Regions from separate parts of the Drosophila melanogaster genome. Here region 2 is linked to region 1. A link is a contact called in public HiChIP or PLAC-seq data. All regions are on one chromosome and are shown on one strand. The core of a region is the stretch at or near the end of the contact, and the rest is flanking DNA. Distances in the headings are between cores, read along the strand shown. Region 1 holds the start of RpS3A (Ribosomal protein S3A). Region 2 holds the start of PIP4K (Phosphatidylinositol 5-phosphate 4-kinase).

The links. HiChIP or PLAC-seq counts read pairs in DNA pulled down with a chosen protein or histone mark.
Region 2: a contact with region 1 is called in a POLR2A S2P HiChIP or PLAC-seq map of the Kc167 cell line, with 5 times the contacts expected there. The contact joins the promoter of PIP4K here to the promoter of RpS3A in region 1. A contact is called at or near these places in 11 of 107 Hi-C or Micro-C datasets (the Kc167 cell line, brain, embryo and 4 more) and 1 of 6 datasets of contacts at active chromatin or transcription factors (the Kc167 cell line).

The regions. Positions count from the first base shown.
Region 1 is chr4:65,815-71,602 of dm6, forward strand. RpS3A (Ribosomal protein S3A) reads right to left here and starts at 1,393. Exons shown (of 4, transcript NM_001258475.2): 1 at 1,026-1,393; 2 at 291-924; 3 at 186-235. The coding sequence starts at 1,366. The coding sequence ends at 459. It overlaps pan (pangolin), which reads left to right and starts at 3,839. Exons shown (of 12, transcript NM_001258477.2): 1 at 3,839-4,167.
Region 2 is chr4:1,194,645-1,199,988 of dm6, forward strand. It overlaps PIP4K (Phosphatidylinositol 5-phosphate 4-kinase), which reads right to left and starts at 2,204. Exons shown (of 10, transcript NM_001038717.2): 1 at 2,064-2,204; 2 at 1,676-1,833; 3 at 1,521-1,618; 4 at 1,198-1,447; 5 at 1,016-1,146; 6 at 784-952. The coding sequence starts at 1,813. It overlaps Mitf (mitf,), which reads left to right and starts at 4,208. Exons shown (of 9, transcript NM_001038719.2): 1 at 4,208-4,531. The coding sequence starts at 4,371.

The sequences.
Region 1 (5,788 bases), core at 143-2,642:
TTTTAAAGAAAATATAAAAAAATTTGTTCAAATTTTCGAAAAAAAAAAGCTAAAAATGTTTTTTTTTTTAATAGGAAAGCAATCTAAATAATTTAAGTTTAAAGACAAAGAAATTATAAGAAATTGGCTTCTGTATTGCACGTTTTAATTCTCATTGGAATTTATAAATTAAATGCTTTACATACCTGTGAATTTCGGCTTCTTTGTATACACCTCGATCGTTACGAAACGTAGCCTATATAATATACAAGTAAGTGGAGGCTTAGCATAAAAATGTTAGATTTACATACCACATTCAGGATGGACGGCTGGAACAAACATATGCCTAAAAGACGAAAGACTTCCCAAAGGCCCACAAACTAATATAACAAGCCAAGAAAATAGTTTATGCAATTTGTAGAGAAATGTATTTTATGTTTGAATGCAATACATAAAAAAATATGCATTTCATATTTAATTTAAACAGCTTCCTGTACTGGGGGCTCATAACCTTCAGGGCGGTCGATTACGGCTCCCTCGGATGAAACAACGGCTTCCACGGATTTGCCACCGCCATCGCCATGCAATTCCAGAAGCTTTGAGACATCGAAGCGCGGTTTCTTCAATACCTTTACTTTACGAATGTAAACATCATGTAATGGATATATGCGCTGACAGCTTTTTTCGATATCTTTCGCAATCGAGTCCAAGGCCAGCTTGTTAACAAGCTGCTTTAGATCGGCACCACTAACTTCATTAGTAATAATGTCGGTCATGCGAGCACGAATCTTTCGGACTTGCGATTGCTGAGCATAACATGTTTTGCGCTGAGACTGCTGATCCTTGGCAGTAAATCCGATACAAAACACTCGCAAGAGGTACCCATCTACAGTCTTTGCTTCGACAATAGCTTCAATTAGTGTTTGCCACTTTTTAACCATCGACCTAAACAATATTGAAATGTTAGTAAGCATTTACATTTATACATGCAAGTGCACATTTACAAATATAAAGTCGAGACTTGTGCATTATAGACGTTTACTAACCTGTACTTGTCCGTAGTCAAGTCCATTCCGTGAAAGTTACAGAGCACATTACGGTCTTGAACATCTTCTGCAATAAGACGGAACTTGCGAAAAGAACGTTCTGGATCAATATCCTTTTGCAAGTCTGCTAAAGACACTTCGAAAACGCGACCCTTCAAATAATCCGATGCTATTCTTTGACCCTGGGTGCGGTTTACAAGTGTTTTACCGATTTGACGGGTTTGAAACATATTCGGAGCTTTGACATCGTACCAGTCCTTGCGAGAAAACGGGTCCACCACCTTCTTCTTACCGCCCTTCTTACCACCCTTGGAAAGACCTTTATTTTTGCCGACTGCCATGTTCAACTAATAAACCGGAAAAGGTCGAATCACGTTGACGACGTATGTGGAAAAAAGGAAACCAGTGTTGGTAAAGGCCACGAGTGTCATTTTATAATTTGAGACCTGTATGCAGTAATATGTCCGTGTTATATCGCTTTCTCATTGTGCTGCGTTCCGAAAATTTTTTGGAGCACTGTGTACACGATTACTTTTTAGTGAGCCAAAGGATATATCTACAACTTGTATTATGGGAAGTACAAACTACGAAATCCTTGTAAAATATACCTTAAAGGAACAGTTACGCTTGTAGTTTAATAAAATATAAACAGAAAACAGTAAAGAGTAAATGTCGTGACCAACAAATTTGTAACTGTAATACATAACAAAAAATAGAAGAGCATCAGCCGTTCTAAGCTGTTTTTTGCTCTAGCTATTATTTCTATATTATAGTTTTAGTTAATTTCTAATATGGGGTTTAATTATTATATTTGACGCCTAATCTTGATAAAAATTAAATTTCATTAAAACAATTCTATGTTTTGTTAGTTTTTTAATTGTTACCATTTCTGTCACTCGTAATAGAAGCGGAAACAATATGTATTTTGGTCACGTTTATTGACCATCGCCACAAATGCAGCCGGCGTTGGTTCACTTCTCACGACTAATTTTCATCATAGACGGTAAAAATATATAAGAAAAATATAAACGCAGTGAATAAATGTTTTGGGTAAATTCATATTTGCATTTTATTATTTTTAATCTTCCATTCCAATTTTTTTGTAAGCAAAGAACGTCTCATTATCCTGAAATTATTCGATACGAGCCAAGAATTATAAAAAAAAATCATTTTGTAAAATGTCTTAATTTTGTTTTATTTTACTATTTTTGACTTTTTTTTTTAGTATAAAGCAAAATAAATAAAAAAAAAAATAAATTTTAAAAATTAAGTGAACAAAATTAAGCATTTAAATGATTTTGTATAAAGCTAATATATCTATGCTGTTGCTCGAGACCGGCTAAGCCATAGGGTCTTTCCAAAATACGTAGAACTACAGCTTCATTACAGAAGTTATGGGCGTACGAAATTGATCTCTTTTTTTTATTATGCGTGTTCTCCAAACATCCAAATATTTTTAACAAACTGAATCTGCATGCCTAATTTGATTCCATTATATCTCGGCGTCGAGATCATCCCGCCTTGCGGTCAGTTTTTTTAATTGGGTCCAAGGCAAATTTTAAAAGTGTGCGTATCATATGATATCGTTTACCATTATCAATAACATCACAGTTAAATTGGAACAGGCCCAAGTGTTTTTAAATACATTTTTATAATTAAAATGAAGAAAGATTGATAAATGTTTTTAATTTTTGTATTGGGGCACACCATACAATATAACTTCATGAATTTTAGGAGGATGCTAGGCAACTGCTAGTTCAGAAACGGTCTCGCATTTCGATTTCGATTATTTTAAAAATGACGTGGATCGGTGAAATACGCTTGGCAATGCTGGTCAAATGGTCAAATGCTGGCCCGTTTAATGGGAAATACACCTATACATATCATGAGTTGCCACCTGGCAACTCCCACATCACGGGAGGTGCCTTCCGATTTTTGCACATTTTGAAACTTACCATCCTGATATTTGTACATATCGGGAGCTGCCATACGATTTATGCACATATGAAGAACTACCATCCTGAATTCTACATACACCGAGAGGTGAATTTTCGAAGTATCATTCTGAAATCTGCACGTATCAAGAGCAGCCATCTTGAGATGTAATTTGTACAATGTTAATCGACAACCAAACTTTAAAATTAGGATGGCAATGCCCGACAAGTTCAGTGATTAGCGAAATACGATATCTTTAAATTGTAGCGTATGGGTGAAAACTGCATGAGTTTATCATGTACATAATCCATTCTAAAAACTAAGCATGACCCCAAACCGCTATTAGGAGTTTAAATGAATATATCGACCTTTAGCTTAAGCGAACCAAAATAATAAAAAATCTTATTATTGTGTTTTAACATCTAACAAACATTGAAAAGTTAAAAATGAAAATTCTTGTTATAATTTTTTTTGATTATTTAATGCTAATCGAGCCATTCGATATAAGCAAAATATCGAGAATTGTCGCGGCAGAACATCGATGCACGCCTGCTTATCGACAGTTGCCATCGTCGTTATTCCAGCACTAATTTAAAAAAAATTCGATCAACGCAGACGTGGTACGGCGTTTTAAATCTGATAACATTTTGAACCGGGAATTATTTTAGAGTACCATTCTTTGTTTTGTGCCTGTTTCAGTATAAATTAATTATGCGCCTGATTTAAAGTACAAAATGTGTAAATATATCACCTTACCGTCGCGGGTGCACCCAATTGTGCTTTGATGAATAAATATACATATATGCAACATATATAACTTCCTGTGTTAGTATAAGTGTATGTCAGCCAAAAACAAATATATATATGAGTGTTTATCGGCATTCGTGTGCTGGCAGAGCAGCGATCAAAGCTGCGTTCGGTACTCGTTGACTGGCCCAAGAATGAATTCTCGTGCAAGTGTGTTGATAAAAAGTATACGTATGTATGTATGACATACAAAAATATTGTGTCTGATTAATTAATGCGTGTATGCCTTTAACTGTGAAACCTTTTTCAATTAGTATTTTTCTCACATGTAAGTGTGCTTAATAACAGAAAAGTTTGCTGCAAATTTGTGGCTTTGTGGATAGCTTTTCAGTAAACTAACGTATAAAGGATTCAAATTTTACTGCTCTAATCTCTCGGATTGTTTAATCAAATCATCACTGTAAGTGTCCCTGCTTAAGTTCAATATAATAACATCCACAGTCATCGGTCAAGTTATACAATAAAGTCAAACGTGCGCACTTTTTCGCTCTTCAGGGAACATTTTAATTTCAGATCCGATTTTCTGTTTTAATAACTTAAATATAAAGTTAACACCACATTGTCGTGTTCATATATGTAGATACTCATCAGATAGATATATGTATACGTGTAACTATGCATGTATATGTAAACACGGCATTGGATCCTCTGCTTCGAATGCAGAGAGCCGACAGTACTCACACACACCCTGATGTTTGTTTATTTATTTGCTGAAAATACAGTTTTCTGTATTCTGTTTTACGCATATATTTTTGTTTAGACTCTGTCGTTTTCGTCTCTACCTGTTGATACACCACAATCTTGTTTCTAAATAGAAACTCGTTGTGTCATTAGTCTTGAGCCGATGCGTATTCTGCTTTGTTTTTGCTATTGCCGCTGTCGGCGTCGACAAAGTTGTTACCTTAAACTAGTATGTAGTTAGCTATTTGCCTCAGCGCGTTCTGCCTACCTATCCGTTTAGTTCAAATCTCCGACGGCCCAGTCAGGTAATGAATAAATCGCCGTGCCTCCAAAGCCGAAATGTGACAAATCGCTATGTATGTATATTTTACATACGCTTTTCCATTTTGCTAATCATTTAGTTCCGAGAAAAGTGAGTAAGAATTTGTCCTTGCAGGTCGATACAACTTTTATTTTAAATAAAATGCAAGGGCAAGGTTATTTTTTTTTATTTATTTTTTTTTTGTGAAATGAAGATTTCTAGTAACTACAGCCCTTTTTTTGTGGAAAGGTGTGAAGATGGAGAACACACATAAAAAGCATTTTTAAACCGCATGCATTGTTGTGTAAATTGCAAGACCTTAAAGAAATTAACAAAATAATATTATGATAACACCTACATTTTTTATGTGTATAGTTATTAGTTACTTATTAAAATTGTTGCACTACGCTTTTAAAGACACGAAAATTCCTATTCTAATACAACTTTTTCATTTAAAATAATCCGTCATATCCGAGCAATATTTCATCAGAATAAAAGTGTTGTTAAGATTGGACTTTAGAAATTGAGTAAAAAAATGTATATTTTACTTAAACGACTTCTTCATTTTCGGAGAGGTTATAATATATACAAGTTCAAAAAATATAGACCTCACCTCATTAATTATTACTGTGCACGTAATAATATCCACAAATTAATACAATAATATAATATCCACAAATGTTAAAACGATGAACAAGATAGACCTCGCTATTACTGGCGTGACTACTTTAGAATAAAAAATATAAATGTTCTGTGAATCGGTTCCCTATTTCCAAATCCAACTCAACCTCTAAATCGTTTTTAAACGACTTTTTGGAACCTATCAATATAATTATTGTACGGCTGTGTTATATTATTATATATCCTGCCTGACTGTCCGCATAAAGTTGATCATGCAGTTTCTGGAATCTCTCTATGTTTCCACGCCCACTCTAACGCCAAAACAACACTAACACTTTTAAAAATGCTTTTTTTTATATATATCTTATATTTATATATATATATATTCTATCATCATTGGGAAAAAGAAACTATCACT
Region 2 (5,344 bases), core at 954-3,453, 1.1 Mb after region 1:
AAAGCCACGCCAAAAAAATCGTATGGCGTTACGCATCTTGTTATTCTATAGTCTTTGGTAAATTGGTATACTATATTGGTACTATTGGTACGCGTAGAAAAGAGCTGCTGGCTGTAGAGATTTCCGCTCTCTCGCTCTTGAACAAAAATTCGAGAGAGCCTGGAGCCACCTCTAAAGCCACGCCAAAAAAAAATCGTATGGCGTTACGCATCTTGTTATTCTATTGTCTTTGGTAAATTGGTATACTATATTTGTTGGAAAGTATATAACAGGTAATATGAAGCGTTTCGGACGCTATATTCCTGATCAGGATCAATGTCTGAATCCGAACGTCAATCCTTATGACCGCCTTGATCTCAGAAACTATTAAATGAAGACATGAAGATTTGAACTTTTGAATATTGTTTTTATATTTTTTCATATTTTTTTTAGTCTTGTAAATTTCTATTGATATGCCAAAAAACTTATTGCCACCTGTCGCCCACATTTATAACAAATTTTATTTAATTTTATTAGTTGTGTCGCAGTTTCTAGCGAACTTCTTCGTCCAGTCAATTCACATTTTTCTCCTCCCATCTAATGCCGTTAATATTAGGGCAACTAGTTGGGGAACCCGACTATAGCGTTCTCCCTTGTTTCTCATTTGATTCCCCAATTAAATTTCGCTTTGACTTTCCACTAGCTGAGTAACGGATATCTGATAGTCGGGAAACTCGCATTCTTTCTTGTTTAAATTTTGATAAAAACAATTATTATACGAATAAAATAAAAATTTTTGCTTACATCCACATCGTTGCTCAGCGTGTCCATTAGTTTGTCCTTAGCTTCCTTTCCAATGTCTAATTTCACTTTTTGTTTTATAAAATCATTGTCCTTGAAAGTCGGCAAATTTTTTTCAAGTTCCTTTTCTGATGCTTCCCGATCAACGGTGCTACCTTTTAAATCAAACTTTCTATCGAATAAATAATGGTTATACTATACATATAATCGGTGTAACTTTCAACATATTTCATACTTGTGTATTGTCAAGTGGGAGCTGAAAACATTCCTCATGACAACGAAGTAATATTGCACGCTTTCTACAGTGATACGATACATTCCCAAGTATTGAGGTAACAGCGTTTTTCCGTGTCTCTCCACAACGTACTAAAAATTATAATAAGGATATTTTAGTCAATTAAACCATACTTTACTCACCGGATGGTATTGCTTTAAAAATGCGTGCATTCGTTCAATTTCTTCCGATGTCAAACTTTTTATTATAAAAAACTTATCATAACTCTGATAAAATTGCGCTCCTGATTTTCCAGACGAATCAATTTGAATAGGTTGGGATCGAGTTAAGGACTCGCGGTAATCAACATCATCAACGCCAAATCTTTCACGTAAATTTCGAAACACAAGGGGGCAATATTCCTTGACTTTGAAATGTGACGGCATGTTTTCTCTGTAGTGGATATAATAACAGGAAAATACCAACGATTGAGAATATCAAAAATGTATTTGTTTTGGTTTCTTACTTATTAAATAGATGATTATCCACCTTAATTTTAGAATAAGCTCGAAAATCGTCCGGCAAAAGCATTACAGGTATATTAACGTGACTTAATTCATTAATCTGGAAATATTTCAAATTAGCTTATCTTGCCTTTCTTGTTTAATATTTGTTACATACAGTGTGATTTATTCCCCACATGAACACACTTAAAATTGGTTCATTGGCTCTAAATAATTTAACCTTTTGATGCTTAACCCTGAAGTGCTTCTTTTTTAAAATCCGGGGCTGGGATGACGATGAGATCTTTTTTTCCATATTTTGGGTGGCTAAAATTACTAAAATCAAAAATATAGTTTAACATTACTGAACAAATTAAGCAAAGTTAAATTTAGAGCTGATGAGCCACTTAAAAAACTAATATTTTTAATAATACATGCTGTAACATTGAATATATACATTCACTTATATATCTATATACACATATAGCCCAAAATTGATTAATACAATGTATAGAGTTGCACGTAAATTGTTTACCAATTTACATTAAACAGAACTTTGGTATTACATTTTATTGAAAACTAAAATAACCCAGCGTTCATAATAAATTTAGTTTACTTTGCAGATATGATTATTGTATTTTACAATGACTCGCAGGCTTTTGAACAGACAAATTTGTAGTTTACATAAATTTATAATATGAAATACCTTATCGATAAATTCAGATATGTATTTATTGTTTTTTATATCGGCTTATGAAACGCCGTTTCCACTTAAAAGTAATTCTGATATCACAAACTATTTAATACTTTAACTCTTAAATCTTCTAAATACTTCTATGCTTCTAAAAGGACTTCAGAGAGTTGAAAATCTTTTAATAATAGCAAGCAATACTCAAGAGAAACAATTTAGATCAAACAAAGAGACTAACCGCATTGTATATTAAATATAAAGGTTTTTGTAGGAGTTGTTTTTAGAAAACCAAAAGCACGTGCTCTGATATGAAGACAAATTTAAAGTGGAACACAAATGTGAGTTGATCGAAATTCTCTGCCATATTAGCGCTCGGGAAAAATTGAATTTATAAAATAAAATATAATCGGGCAAGCTCCGGTATTCGAATTCGTAAGAATTTTACGATTTCGATTTAAAATCGAAAAACTGGTGCTCCTGTGTTCGAATTCGTAAGAATCTTACGATTTCGATGTGAAATCGAAAAATTGGTGCTCCGGTTTTTGAATTCGCAAGAATTTTTCACTTTTGTTTGGCCGAAATGAAAAGTAAATGCCTATATTTATATCAAATCAGATCTTAGTGGTACCTTCTTTACTCCACATCACCCCACAAGATCATTCTGCCACATAGATATCTTATAAAATATTTATTTCTGATTAAACCTCAGATTTGACAAACAACATGTTGCCTTCGGCTACAAAAATTTTCGATCTTTTGATTTGTAAAACGGGCACTTTTGTTTGGCCATAACAGATCTTAGATCTTAGTGGTCCATTGTTTACTCCACATAACCCCACAAGATTATTCTGCGACATAGATATTTTATAGAAAAATTATTTCTGACCCCACCTCAGATTAGTGGTCCATTGTTTACTCCACATAACCCCACAAGATTATTCTGCGACATAGATATTTTATAGAAAAATTATTTCTGACCCCACCTCAGATTTGCCATACAAAATTTTGCCGTCGGCAACAAAAATTTTCGATTTGGCAAGAGGTCATATGTACGAAGGTAAAAATACTTATAAAATTTAAAAAATTGTGAATAAGATGGCCGCTCTATGGTCTGAAACAGCTGTTTACTGTTTATGAAGCATCCCGATATCAGAAATGTTGCGAAAACCAGAGCACCTAAAAACGAAATCGAAAGATTTTGCCCAAATCCAAAAAATGACCATTACCAGAGCATGCCGGAATAACTTCATTAGTTTTTATTAATTTGTTTTTAATCTGTTTACACCGTTACTTTACGATTCGGCTTGCCAAAGATAACTTTCTTAATTCAATTACGAAAATAAAGCTGCATGCTTTATTGTTCATGTTTTGACAATAATAAAAGCACAATAAATATTTATTTTTAACGTTTTATGAATAACGTTTATGAATATTTTGTAGAAAAAACAATGCTGAAAATATCTTTTGTGTTAGAGTCGGTTAACACTTCCCCTTTTCAGTAGAGTCGGAAAAAACTGAAGTACATCGGATAAATAATCATACCAAACTACTTCATTCTGTTTAAAACTTTCGATTTGATAGCTGTTTTGTATTTTAATTTTCTTATTTAAAAATATATATATTTTATATATTTCAAAGTGAAATGTAATATGATAAGTTTAAAAATTTAAAATTAATCTAATAAGAAAAAGAAAATCCTAATAAGGGGAAGAGTAAAAATACTTAAAAACTTTAGGAGAAAGAAACTTTAGTTGTATCACTTTTGTCTAAGAAGCCGCTATATATAGCTTGATTTCTTTCCTTCATAATATGATAATTATGCAAATTACATATATTTAGTTATATTTAGTTAAATTGTCGTTGTACATTGAATGATTTTTTTTACTATATTGATAGTAAAATACAAGATAATTATATCTTAAAATTTTATTGAGATACTGGCAGTTCTCTAAGCTCTTTTAACATCACGATATATGTGCGATCACTTACTGTCATATTCTCACCACTATTAAAAGCTCTATACGTGTTATGAAACTTTAGGTATTCATTAGTAGTTCCGAATCTTTAACTGCTGAGGCGAAATTATGTGAACTTCATAATTAGTAAAAAATAAAAATTGTTCTATGTATATTGTTAGTTGGGTATATAAAATTTCCTAAGTATAAAAAATTTAATCCTAAATATGACGGAATCTGGAATCGATTTGGGCTTTGATATGGAGTTTGATCTAAATATAAACTTGTTGAATGATAACGACAATATGGATTTCTTACCAAATGTTACTGAGAATATGGAGTTCTATGAATTGAAATCATCATCACGCTGTATACGGCATAATGAAATGTAAGTATCTTGCAATGTAAATATATTGCACATTAATATACAGTCAGCGTTGTCAATGCCTGAGCTTATGTTAATATTTATTTTAATGATCAGTATATGTTCGTATTGATATGAATGTATACTGAAATAAATACATATATATAATCAAAAGTACATCCTTTTCATTTGAACATACGTATGTACGCATGTGCGCAAAAGCTTTATATTTGAAGTATGATTAGCGCTATAGTATAATCTTATCAAGCAAACATACAACTTGTGTACGTTATATGGATCTGTCTATAAAATCATATAAAACAAGATAAGAATAATCTTACAAAAGGAACATACATAAATATACTGATTGAATATCAATTTATGGTTGCTAAAATTTAGCTTTGAGTACATCAAGTCTTGATGTAATAAATGGAAGTATGTACATCCATACATTCTATGTTGTATGAAACCGACAGGCTTTTTAAATATGTCATGGAAGCAGTTCAATTGGTAAAAATCTCAACTAAAGAGATTATTTATAATTATTATTATTATTATTATAATATAATAATTATAAATTATAAATTATAAATTATAAATTATAAATTATAAATTATAAATTATAAATTATAAATTATAAATTATAAATTATAAATTATAAATTATAAATTATAAATTATAAATTATAAATTATAAATTATAAATTATAAATTATAAATTATAAATTATAAATTATAAATTATAAATTATAAATTATAAATTATAAATTATAAATTATAAATTATAAATTATAAATTATAAATTATAAATTATAAATTATAAATTATAAATTATAAA